Linked DNA regions of Macaca mulatta: region 2 is linked to region 1. A link is a contact called in public Hi-C data. All regions are on one chromosome and are shown on one strand. Each heading gives the region's core, a stretch centred on a gene start, on an enhancer-like site or on the middle of the called end of the contact. The rest is flanking DNA. Distances are from core to core; before and after follow the strand shown.

Region 1 (5,038 bases), core at 1,725-4,224:
TGTATTGACCTGTATGACTACACCAAGCTATCTATATACTGTCATTAAAATTTGGAGACTATCAGTTAGATGCAAAATCCTTTTGAAGAACAGAGAATAACCCAAAGTATAATTCAGGGTTTGCTCTTGAAGAGCACTTTGTTTCATTCACATTTGTGGCTTGCATTGACAGTAAAAAACAAGATCTGGATTACACTTAAGACTGGGTACGGCAAGGTAGTGTCCTGGCAGGCAGTCTGTCTTTCCATCAGTCAGGGTAAGTCCAGAAACTCTTTGCCTTTCTATAGATCACCATAGATTCCAAAGCACGTTGCTTAATTTCTTCCAACTTTGAAGCTCACATACCTAGAGGCAGGCAAAATGCAGCTGTAGTTTTACTGGAAACCCTTTTATATTCTTGGTTTTTGAGTCAGAATACACACAGTAGATGAAATTACATATGCAAAATTCTACAGCCTATGATATTAGGCCATTCTTGCATTGCTATAAATACTTGAGACCAGGTAATGTATCAAGAAAAGAGGTTTAATTGGCTCACAGTTCTGCCGGCTTTATAGGAAGCATGGTGCTGGTATCTGCTTGGCTTCTGGGGAGGCTTGAGGAAGGTTACAATCATGGTGGAAGGTGAACCGGCGGCAAACAAGTCACGTGGCCAGAGCAGGAGCAAGATGGGGTGGTGGAGGCACCACACACTTTTAAATGACCAGATCTCAGAAAAACTCACTCACTATTGCAAGGGTAGCACAAACCCATAAGGGATCTGCCCCCCTGACCCAAACACCTCCCACCAGGCCCCACCTCCAACACTGGGGATTACAATTCAACATGAGATTTGGTGGGGCCATATATTCAAATCATATCGCCTACTAAGGCCAAAGCTCTAAGTACTGTCTTTCTCTCTTACAATAGAGCTACAAGATTTTGCTTTGGTGATTAAGAGAACAATACAATCTTATGTAGGCAGAGCCCCATAATGTTTTAAAGTGACTTAAAATATTCCAATTCATATTAAAATAATAATAGCCATTATTTAATGAGCTAAACATGGTTAAAGCATTTCCTCAAAATTATCTCATTTGGTCTTCAATATGAAGTTTGGGGGGCTTATTATGAACTCTCATAGATGGCATTTGGATGTCTTCAGGTTTAGGAGGATGGGCTCTGTCCTGGGGACGAGGTTCAGAAAAACTTAGACGTTGCTGGCCTTAGCTTACAAGGTCAAGTTAGTAAAAAAAAAAAAAAAAAAATTAACATGATTAGAACTGAGAAATGGCCTGCTCTAGGGGACTGCAAGTGATTGCTGCGGTTGTTCCTCTTGTTCCGTGTCTGAATGCCTCTCAAGTCAGGAAGAGAATTCTTTATTAAAAATGGCCGGAGGGCGCGGTGGCTTAAGCCTGTAATCCCAGCACTTCGGGAGGCCCAGGCGGGCGGATCAGGAGCTCAGAAGATCAAGACCATCCTAGCTAACACGGTGAAACCCCGTCTCTACTAAAAAAATATGAAAAATTAGCCGGGCGTGGTGGCGGGCGCCTGTAGTCCCAGCTGCTCGGGAGGCTGAGGCAGGAGAATGGCGTGAGCCCGGGAGGCGAAGGTTGCAGTGAGCCGAGATCGCGCCACTGCACTCAAAAAAAAAAAATGGCCGGAGGTACCTGCATCCCACCTAGTCAGGGCTCTAGCTTCCCTCCTCTTTGTGTGCAATCCAAGTTTTAGACCCAAGGGTGGAGGACCTACCACTGTACAGTGCTGAGTAAGACAGGGTTCTCACCGAAGTCAGCGAAGTTCCCAGTCCTTTCTGGCGCGAGCTGCATTCCCAGACACTCCAGCTCTTGCCGAAAGGAGCTCCGTCTTTTGCGCTAGTGTTTGTCTACCCTCCCCTGCCCTAAAATAATGAATGCCCTCTACCTGAGGGAGAGACTTCAGTGGCGGTAATCTACTCGCGGCTGGCTGCATCCTTGAAAAAGCACATTTCCCTTCTACTATCTTCAAGATCTTGGTTAACCAGATTCACATTGTATTTGCAGGACGCTTTCTCAGGTGACTGCTCAGTGCTCTTTTTTACCGAAAGTAGGGCAAAGTCCCCCAAGGGTGCTAACCCTCCCCCACCCACATCAAGGAAGAAACAGTCCTCTACTCTTTTCTGGACATTCCGGTTCAGAGTCGAGGTAAGGGTTGCACGGCCCCGCCCCACCCGCCCCTCCGTTACCAAGCCTTCCCCCGCCCGCCTCGCAGTCTCAGGGCCTTAGAACCCAGGCGGGGCGAGGCCGGGAGAGGTGGGGCTGCTGGCTGGAGGCGGCGGCGGCGCGCAGCGGTACCTAGCGGCGCTGCCCGGCTGGCAGCCGGAGGACGTGGCACTGTCCGAGGATCCAGGGGGAGGGGATTCGGCCTTCTCCTCCCCGCGAGGAGGAGCCTCGGGACATCCTGCAGAGGCGGGAGGATCCTTGAGGGCACTGGTGCGCCTTTCAGGTGAGCTCTTAGCAGATAAAAGCGGCTGGCTGTGGTCCGCGCCAGTAGTGCTTTCTGCTCTGCACTCCCAGTGAGCCAGGTGCGCAACCGGAGTGGGGGCGAGGGGCGTGCTGGCCACCCCGCATGCGCAGAGCCGGGAGCCCGCTGAGCGGACTACAGCTCCCAGAGGAGCCTTGTGGAAGCCGCAGACGTGGAGCCGCTGGCGCCATCTTGAAATCTGATCCTCAATCCCCGAGCCTTTGAGTCTGCGCGGCCGGCCGCTGCTGCTCCGGGAGCCCAGTCTGTTAAAAGGGTAGGACGTTGAGGACGCGGCGGCTGGCGGGAGAGACAGCTGGGGAGAGACATGGCAGGGTCGGAGCGCGGCCTGCGCCTCTGTCACTCAGCATCCTCTTAGACGTTTCCACGCCCGCCCCCTGCCCAAGGGGCGGGGCTGACGGCTGTGGTACCCGGAGCCGGCGCACGGGGTAGGGGTGCACCCCTGCAGAGTGAGGACCCCACTGGGCTGTGCCATGCTGACTGGAGACCACTGAGGCGGGAGACAGAGCGCGGCGAAGAGCCATTGAGTGGTCATCCAGTAGCCGCCGCCGCCGCCGCCTCAGGAAGCTTGGCACCCGCTAGGAGGGAAGATGAAGGAGATTTGCAGGATCTGTGCCCGAGAGCTGTGTGGAAACCAGCGGCGCTGGATCTTCCACACAGCGTCCAAGCTGAACCTCCAGGTTCTGCTTTCGCACGTCCTGGGCAAGGATGTCCCCCGCGATGGCAAAGCCGAGTTCGCTTGCAGCAAGTGTGCTTTCATGCTTGATCGAATCTATCGATTCGACACGGTTATTGCCCGGATCGAAGCTCTTTCTATTGAGCGCTTGCAAAAGCTGCTACTGGAGAAAGATCGCCTCAAGTTCTGCATTGCCAGTATGTATCGGAAGAATAACGATGACTCTGGCCCGGAGGTCAAGGCGGGGAATGGGACGGTTGACATGTCTGTCTTACCTGATGCGAGATACTCTGCACTGCTCCAGGAGGACTTCGCCTATTCAGGGTTTGAGTGCTGGGTGGAGAATGAGGATCAGATCCAGGAGCCACACAGTTGCCATGGTTCGGAAGGCCCTGGAAACCGACCCAGGAGATGCCGTGGTTGTGCAGCTTTGCGGGTTGCTGATTCTGACTATGAAGCCATTTGTAAGGTACCTCGAAAGGTGGCCAGAAGTATCTCCTGTGGCCCTTCTAGCAGGTGGTCGACCAGCATTTGCACTGAAGAACCAGCGTTGTCTGAGGTTGGGCCACCCGACTTAGCAAGCACAAAGGTACCCCCAGATGGAGAAAGCATGGAGGAAGAGACGCCGGGTTCCTCTGTGGAATCTTTGGATGCAAGCGTCCACGCTAGCCCTCCACAACAGAAAGATGAGGAGACTGAGAGAAGTGCAAAGGAACTTGGAAAGTGTGACTGTTGTTCAGATGATCAGGCTCCGCCGCATGGGTGTAATCACAAGCTGGAGTTAGCTCTTAGCATGATTAAAGGTCTTGATTATAAGCCCATCCAGAGCCCCCGAGGGAGCAGGCTTCCGATTCCAGTGAAATCCAGCCCACCTGGAGCCAAGCCTGGCCATAGCATGACAGATGGAGTTAGTTCCGGGTTCCTTAACAGGTCTTTGAAACCCCTTTACAAGACACCTGTGAGTTACCCCTTGGAGCTTTCAGACCTGCAGGAGCTGTGGGATGATCTCTGTGAAGATTATTTGCCGCTCCGGGTCCAGGTATACAAAACGGCTACACAGTGCCTTTCTGATTATAGCTAGCTGGCCTCTGGCTTCACATGATTTCGGTCTAGGTGGAGGTTAGTAATATTCTAGACTTGAGAAAATTAGTCATGAGCCCATTTTTGCTGCACCTTTTCTGTGTCTCATTTAGTAAACGTGATTCGTACTCAGATAATTTGCTTTTCACAGTCTTTGTAAAATCTGTTGGCCTTCCCATTATCAAAATTGTATACCTTTTAAAACAAAAAGGTAAAGATTCCCACTTCACTTTTATCCTGTAAAAAGAAGACATTTAATCTCATTTCTGGCACTAGAACTTTTCCTCTTATCTCCTTTTTTTTTTTTTTTTTTTAACAACTTTTAAAATTTGTTCTTGTTTTCAGATTTATAGACGTTTCCTCCCAATGGCTTTCTGTAAGGCAGTTAGTTCTCTAGTTAGTTCTTCCCAGAGCATTGAAGCTTTCATCCGCAAAATGCCTGTAAATGATTAGAGCATAAGGTAAAAGGTTTGGGGGAAACCTATTAATCCACCAGTAAAGTATTATAACATCTGGACAATATTTATTATAATGAATAGTTCATTTGAGGATTAGTGATGACTCATTCATAAAAGAGACAGGAATTCAAGTATTCAAGTACAGTATTGTCACTCAAAACGTTAAGGCATAAACTGTTCACAGCCAGAACTCTGCTGAGTTCTACTGGAAGATATTTGATATTAAGAAAGGATTAACCCATTATTGGATCAGAGGAGAGTTTCATTCATTATAGTCTTGAATTCTTAATGACTAGAGGATGGCAGTTGCTTAATTTGAACCATT
Region 2 (5,038 bases), core at 1,510-4,009, 160 kb before region 1:
AAACTGTTTGGTTGAGATACCTGTTTATTAAAAAGTGATTCCTGGACTCCTAAGAGGTTAAGGCATCATGAAAAGGCCTTAGAACAAGGCAGTAAAGTACAGTGGTTAGGCACTAAAGCTCTAGTCGACTCAGACAATACTTAATAAAAATCACTGGATCTCAGTCGGGGTGATTTTGCCCCCATGGGGCATTTAGCAATGTCTAGAAATATTTTTGTTGCCACACAAACAAACGAAGTGGGGAAGGGTGGTGGTACTACTGGCATCTAGAGGGTAGAGGCCAGGGATATTGCTGGACCTCCCACACAATATACAGGACAGTTCCCAAGAACAAAGAATTATCCATCCCCAAATGTCAACAGTGCCAAGGTGACAAACCCTGATGAAAAATTTCATTATGCCACTTATTAGCTGTGTGAATTTAGGCAAGCGATCTATCCTCTCTAAACCTCAGAGCTTCCTTATCTATAATTGGAGATTTTAATAGTACCTATTCTAATATGGTAGTATGAGGATTAAATTTAAAAATGCACTTTATAGGCTTAGCACAGTGTTTGGTATGTAGTAGGCACTTTTATAAATGTTATGTATACTATTAAAATAGTAAATTAAGTCTAAGATTCAGATTTTTACAGACATTAAAAGTTTAGGCAAACTTTATTATTCAAAGTCAAAACTCCTAAAGGAAAATATTATGGCACTACAATCACAAAAATATTTGTGTGTAAAATTTCTTTCCTTGTCAATTAAACAAAGCCATCCATCTTGATAAACCAATATGAAATCAATACCAAATTTAGAATTAAAAAACAATAAATCAATTAATTTTCAAAAAGTATCACGTTAGAGAGTAGGGGCCACTAATATTAAGTAGACTTTCCAGTTCACTTTGTATTCTTTGCCCACACTGGAATTCAATGCCATAGTTTAAAAATTGACCAGATTCCATCCCTGCTACTCCCAACACACACCCACCCACTATAGGAAAACTATTTTTTAGTCAAACTACACATCCTTCAAGGATATTTCCCTACACTATCTACTTTGTTCAAATCATATTCCTAGGTTCACTGGAACAATTACATTCCTTCTGCAGGATGGTCCTAGAATATTCCTGAAAAACATTTCACATTAGCAAATCAGGGTATGTTAAATTGTTCACAGTTTATTTCAAAGATTAGACTTTGTTTTTATGAAATGAATAGAATATATTTCACTTAGCATGACCTGCAACTTGATTATCTGTATCACCACTCTCCTAAAAGTGAAAGTAAATACATTTCCAAATCAAACCTAAAAAGGCATATAACTAAAGAGAATAGTTCCTTACTACTGGATCCTACTGTTACCTTAATGTCATACCTTCTGGGAAGACTTTCCTCATTTCCTAAAACCAACTTAGATACATTTTCCATGTTCGACAAAACCCTCTTCCTTCTCCTTAGCAGTTAAACTACATTTTAATAGTATATTGGTTATCTGATTTTTCCACTAGACTGTAAGCTCCACAAAGGTAGAGACTGTGTACTCTAACCCCCTGCATTAACACTATGCCTGGTACATTTGATGTGCTCAGTAAAATTTTTTTTGCATTAATATATGAATGAAAAGTCCAATAGAAGAAATGTGCAACCTATTTTTTCTATATCTCATCTTTTTTTAAGGCTCAAGGTTTTAAAACACTACTTAGACTGTATGAAAAAGTAAAATAAAATTGATCACTTTAAACAAATTATATAAATTCCATTGTCAGTTTTGTCTTCAGAACCTCCCAAGCTTGCTCCAGAAATTTGTCTTCAGAAATTTCCACTGTGATTCTAAAACACAAAACAGCTTTCTTTTAAGACGCCTGGAGTTATTGCTGTTTTTAATCAATTCAATATATTTTTGAGCACCTACTAGCATAAAGCAGCCATTGTAAAAGGTATGAATAACAGAGATGATTAAGATCCGTCGTTTGCCCGCTAGGAAACTCAAGTTATTGAAAGACAAAAAAATAAGTTACAATGTATTGCAGGAATGTGGTACGGCGTATTGGAGAAGGTGGGAACTGGGAATAATCCTGAAAGAATGTGCTGTACTGAACTTTAACAAGTGCTTTTATGTGGCAATATTACCTCACCCACTTTCAAAAGACGTCAGCAAGCTAGGTCAAGGATCAGGTGCTACGTTATAGAGTTGAAGAACTTGGCTGATTTGTCCCAGGATTTATCCGTCAGCAGTCCTATTAGCAGCAGAAAATTAGAAATCCTGATTTTTAACAGTCCCTAAAGAGTCAAAGAACACTGGGTGATCACAATCAACCAAAGCTATCACTTCTCCAGAGCGTTTTTCTAAAGAGAAACAGGTAACACAAAAATCTGAACAACTCCTTCAGGAAAGATTCCTCTCACCGGTAGTCTCTCCCACACCAAAAGATAAAATAGCACTTCAGAGAGGTCGGGAGTGCCCGAGAAGTCACAGAGGTCTCTCGGCCCTAGGAAGGAATGCGATGCTGAGGGCAAAGCGCGCTGGCAGACTTGGGGTCGCGGGGATCTAGTAAGCAGCTCACCTGTTCGTCCTCCTGCATCGAGGCGGCCAGCGGGAGCCCGTCCGCCACTCGGGCGATCATTGTTAGCAACACCATCTTCACAAATTACAGGGATCCAACACTGGCCCGGAAGGCCGTTGGTGTCGTCCTCACTTCCTCCGCCGCGACAACAGTTATTCCCTATGTCTCAGTTACCGGAGATCCAGCTGCTTGCGTCTCCGCTTCCCGCTGAGGTGGCCGGAAACAGCGCAAGAGCTTTCCACTACCGGTCCCCAGAATTGGCTTCCCTCAGAGAACCACAACCATCAGAACACTGGTTCCGCGATCTGCCTTCCACCTTCTTAAACTTCCAAGGTCTGGCCGGCTTTTCTGAATTTGGGGCTTCGAATAAGCCTCGCCCTTTGAGGGGCATTGCACCCAAGCTGAATCAGAATTTTCTAGTTCTTGAAACTAAGTCTTGGGAGAGAGCTGGGAAGGAGGGTGGGAGTTAATGGGTACTCCCCATTAACCATTAACCGTTAACCATGAAAGGTATGTAAAAAAAATGAAAACCCTGAAAATTAGGCTAGTTTCATATTTTTTTCTATTTTCTATGTTATATATTCTATAAAATTTTCTATATGTATTTCTGGACAAAGATTTTTGTCTATTTTTGCTTGTTTGTTTATGCGGCATCCCCACCAGGCTCCTTAAATAGTTTATGGTAAGAAGTCAATAAATATTTGTTGTATGTGTGAATAAATGAACAAGTACAGGACATCTTTTACCACCTAGGTCAGTCAGCCTACAAAAAGCTAGGATCAGGCCAGGCGCGGTGGCTCACGCCTGTAATCCCAGCACTTTGGGAGGCCGAGGCGGGCAGATCACGAGGTCAGGAGATCAAGACCATCCTGGCTAACAGGATGAAACCCCGTCTCCATTAAAAATACAAAAATTAGTCGGGCGCGGTGGCGGGCATTTGTGGTCCCAGCTACTCGGGAGGCTGAGGCAGTTGAATGGGGTAAATCCGGGAGGCGGAGCTTGCAGTGAGCCGAGGTTGCCCCACTGCACTCCAGCCCGGGTGACAGAGAAAAAAAAAAAAAAAAAGCTAGGATCTCTTATATATCTAGGTGTTCCCATCTCTTTGTTCTTTGGTGTCCCCATCTCTACAGTGGGGATATTATCGGCCTTTCAGGGTTTTAATGAATATTAGATGAGAAAATCTAGGTGCAAGGGTTTCATAAGCTAAAACAAGAATCATACAAATGCTTTTATTTATCATTACTTAATAATGACTACTCTTTACTAAGTGCTTACAGTTAGTTCTCACATTAATAGAAACACTGTTAAGTATATTCTAGATATTAATTAAGCAACCCAGTAAGCTTGTTTAGTATTGTATCTCCAGTTTGTAGTTGAGAGGAAAGCCTCAGAGAGCTCACAGTGATGGGAACAGGATTTGAGCTCAGGTTCAACTTCAGATCCTGATGTGATTCTGTCTTAACTTGTACCCATTAACTAAAGAGCTCAGACTTTTGTTACCTTTTATATTGGCCTTCAGCATTAGAAGAAAACTAATATTCTTTTTGTGTGGCATTTTCTTTATTAAAAAGATTTTTATTTCAAGAGCTTTAGGGTTACAAGTGGGTTTTTGTTACATAGATGAATTATATAGTGGTGAATGCTGAGATTTTAGTGCACCCATCACCCGAGTTGCGTACATTATACTTAAAAAGTAGTTTTTTATCCCTAGGTCCCTTCACACCCTCCCCCTTCTAAGTCTCTAAAGTCCATTATATCACTCTGTATACCTTTGTGTACTCAAAGCTTAGCTCCCACTTAAGTGAGAACATATGATTTTTGGTTTTCCACTCCTCAGTTACTTCACTTAGCATAATGGCCTCCAGCTCCATCCAAGTTACTGCAAAGACATTATTTCATTCTTTTTTATGGCTGGGTAGTATTCCATGGTGTGTGTGTGTGTGTGTGTGTGTGTGTGTGTGTGTGTGTATCACATTTTCTTTATCCGCTCATTAGTTGACGGGCACTTAGGTTGGTTCCACATCTTTGCAATTGTGAATTATGCTACTAAGAAAACTAATATTATTTAACGATAGACTTTTGAGACCAAAACCCAGTAAGACCTAGTGATTGACTCCACATTAAAGATGAAGGACTAGAATAAATAAGACAAAAAAAATATACAATTGTACTATTAACAGAGACAGAAAGTGAAATGGAAGTGAATCCTTGTGTATATGGGAGTTTAAGTTAGTAGAATCATAGTACTTTACATTTAAAATAGCCCATAGATATAAGTTGTTCTAATTTCCCTTTCTCCCACTCAACAAGGACATGCCTTCTCCACAGCCTCAAATGATGGTCATTTGAGTAATGGGGAATTCATGATACAAATATTTTAACTAAAGATACAGACTGCCATGTTGATTAGAGAAGCAGAGAGAGAAGAATGTAGTAGGTGTGTGCCGAGAAGCAAATTCGGAGTAAGAATCCAAATCTTTTTTCAGT

What was found. A called contact is a pair of places that touch in the nucleus more often than the background predicts.
Region 2: a Hi-C map of fetal cortex germinal zone shows a contact between it and region 1, with 2.8 times the contacts expected there. The contact joins the promoter of SEC22B here to the promoter of LOC144338663 in region 1. A contact is called at or near these places in 4 of 14 Hi-C or Micro-C datasets (CD4 T cells, fetal cortex germinal zone, fetal cortical plate and 1 more).

The regions. Positions count from the first base shown.
Region 1 is chr1:119,949,729-119,954,766 of T2T-MMU8v2.0, reverse strand. It overlaps LOC144338663, which reads right to left and starts at 2,974. Exons shown (of 3, transcript XM_077989052.1): 1 at 2,899-2,974; 2 at 2,313-2,841. The coding sequence starts at 2,974. The region is part of intron 8 of LOC106996441 (myomegalin); the gene reads left to right. It overlaps LOC114677576 (a long non-coding RNA gene), which reads right to left and starts at 1,228. Exons shown (of 2, transcript XR_013399338.1): 1 at 539-1,228; 2 at 1-345.
Region 2 is chr1:120,111,147-120,116,184 of T2T-MMU8v2.0, reverse strand. It overlaps SEC22B (SEC22 homolog B, vesicle trafficking protein), which reads right to left and starts at 2,759. Exons shown (of 5, transcript NM_001261329.1): 1 at 2,552-2,759. The coding sequence starts at 2,626.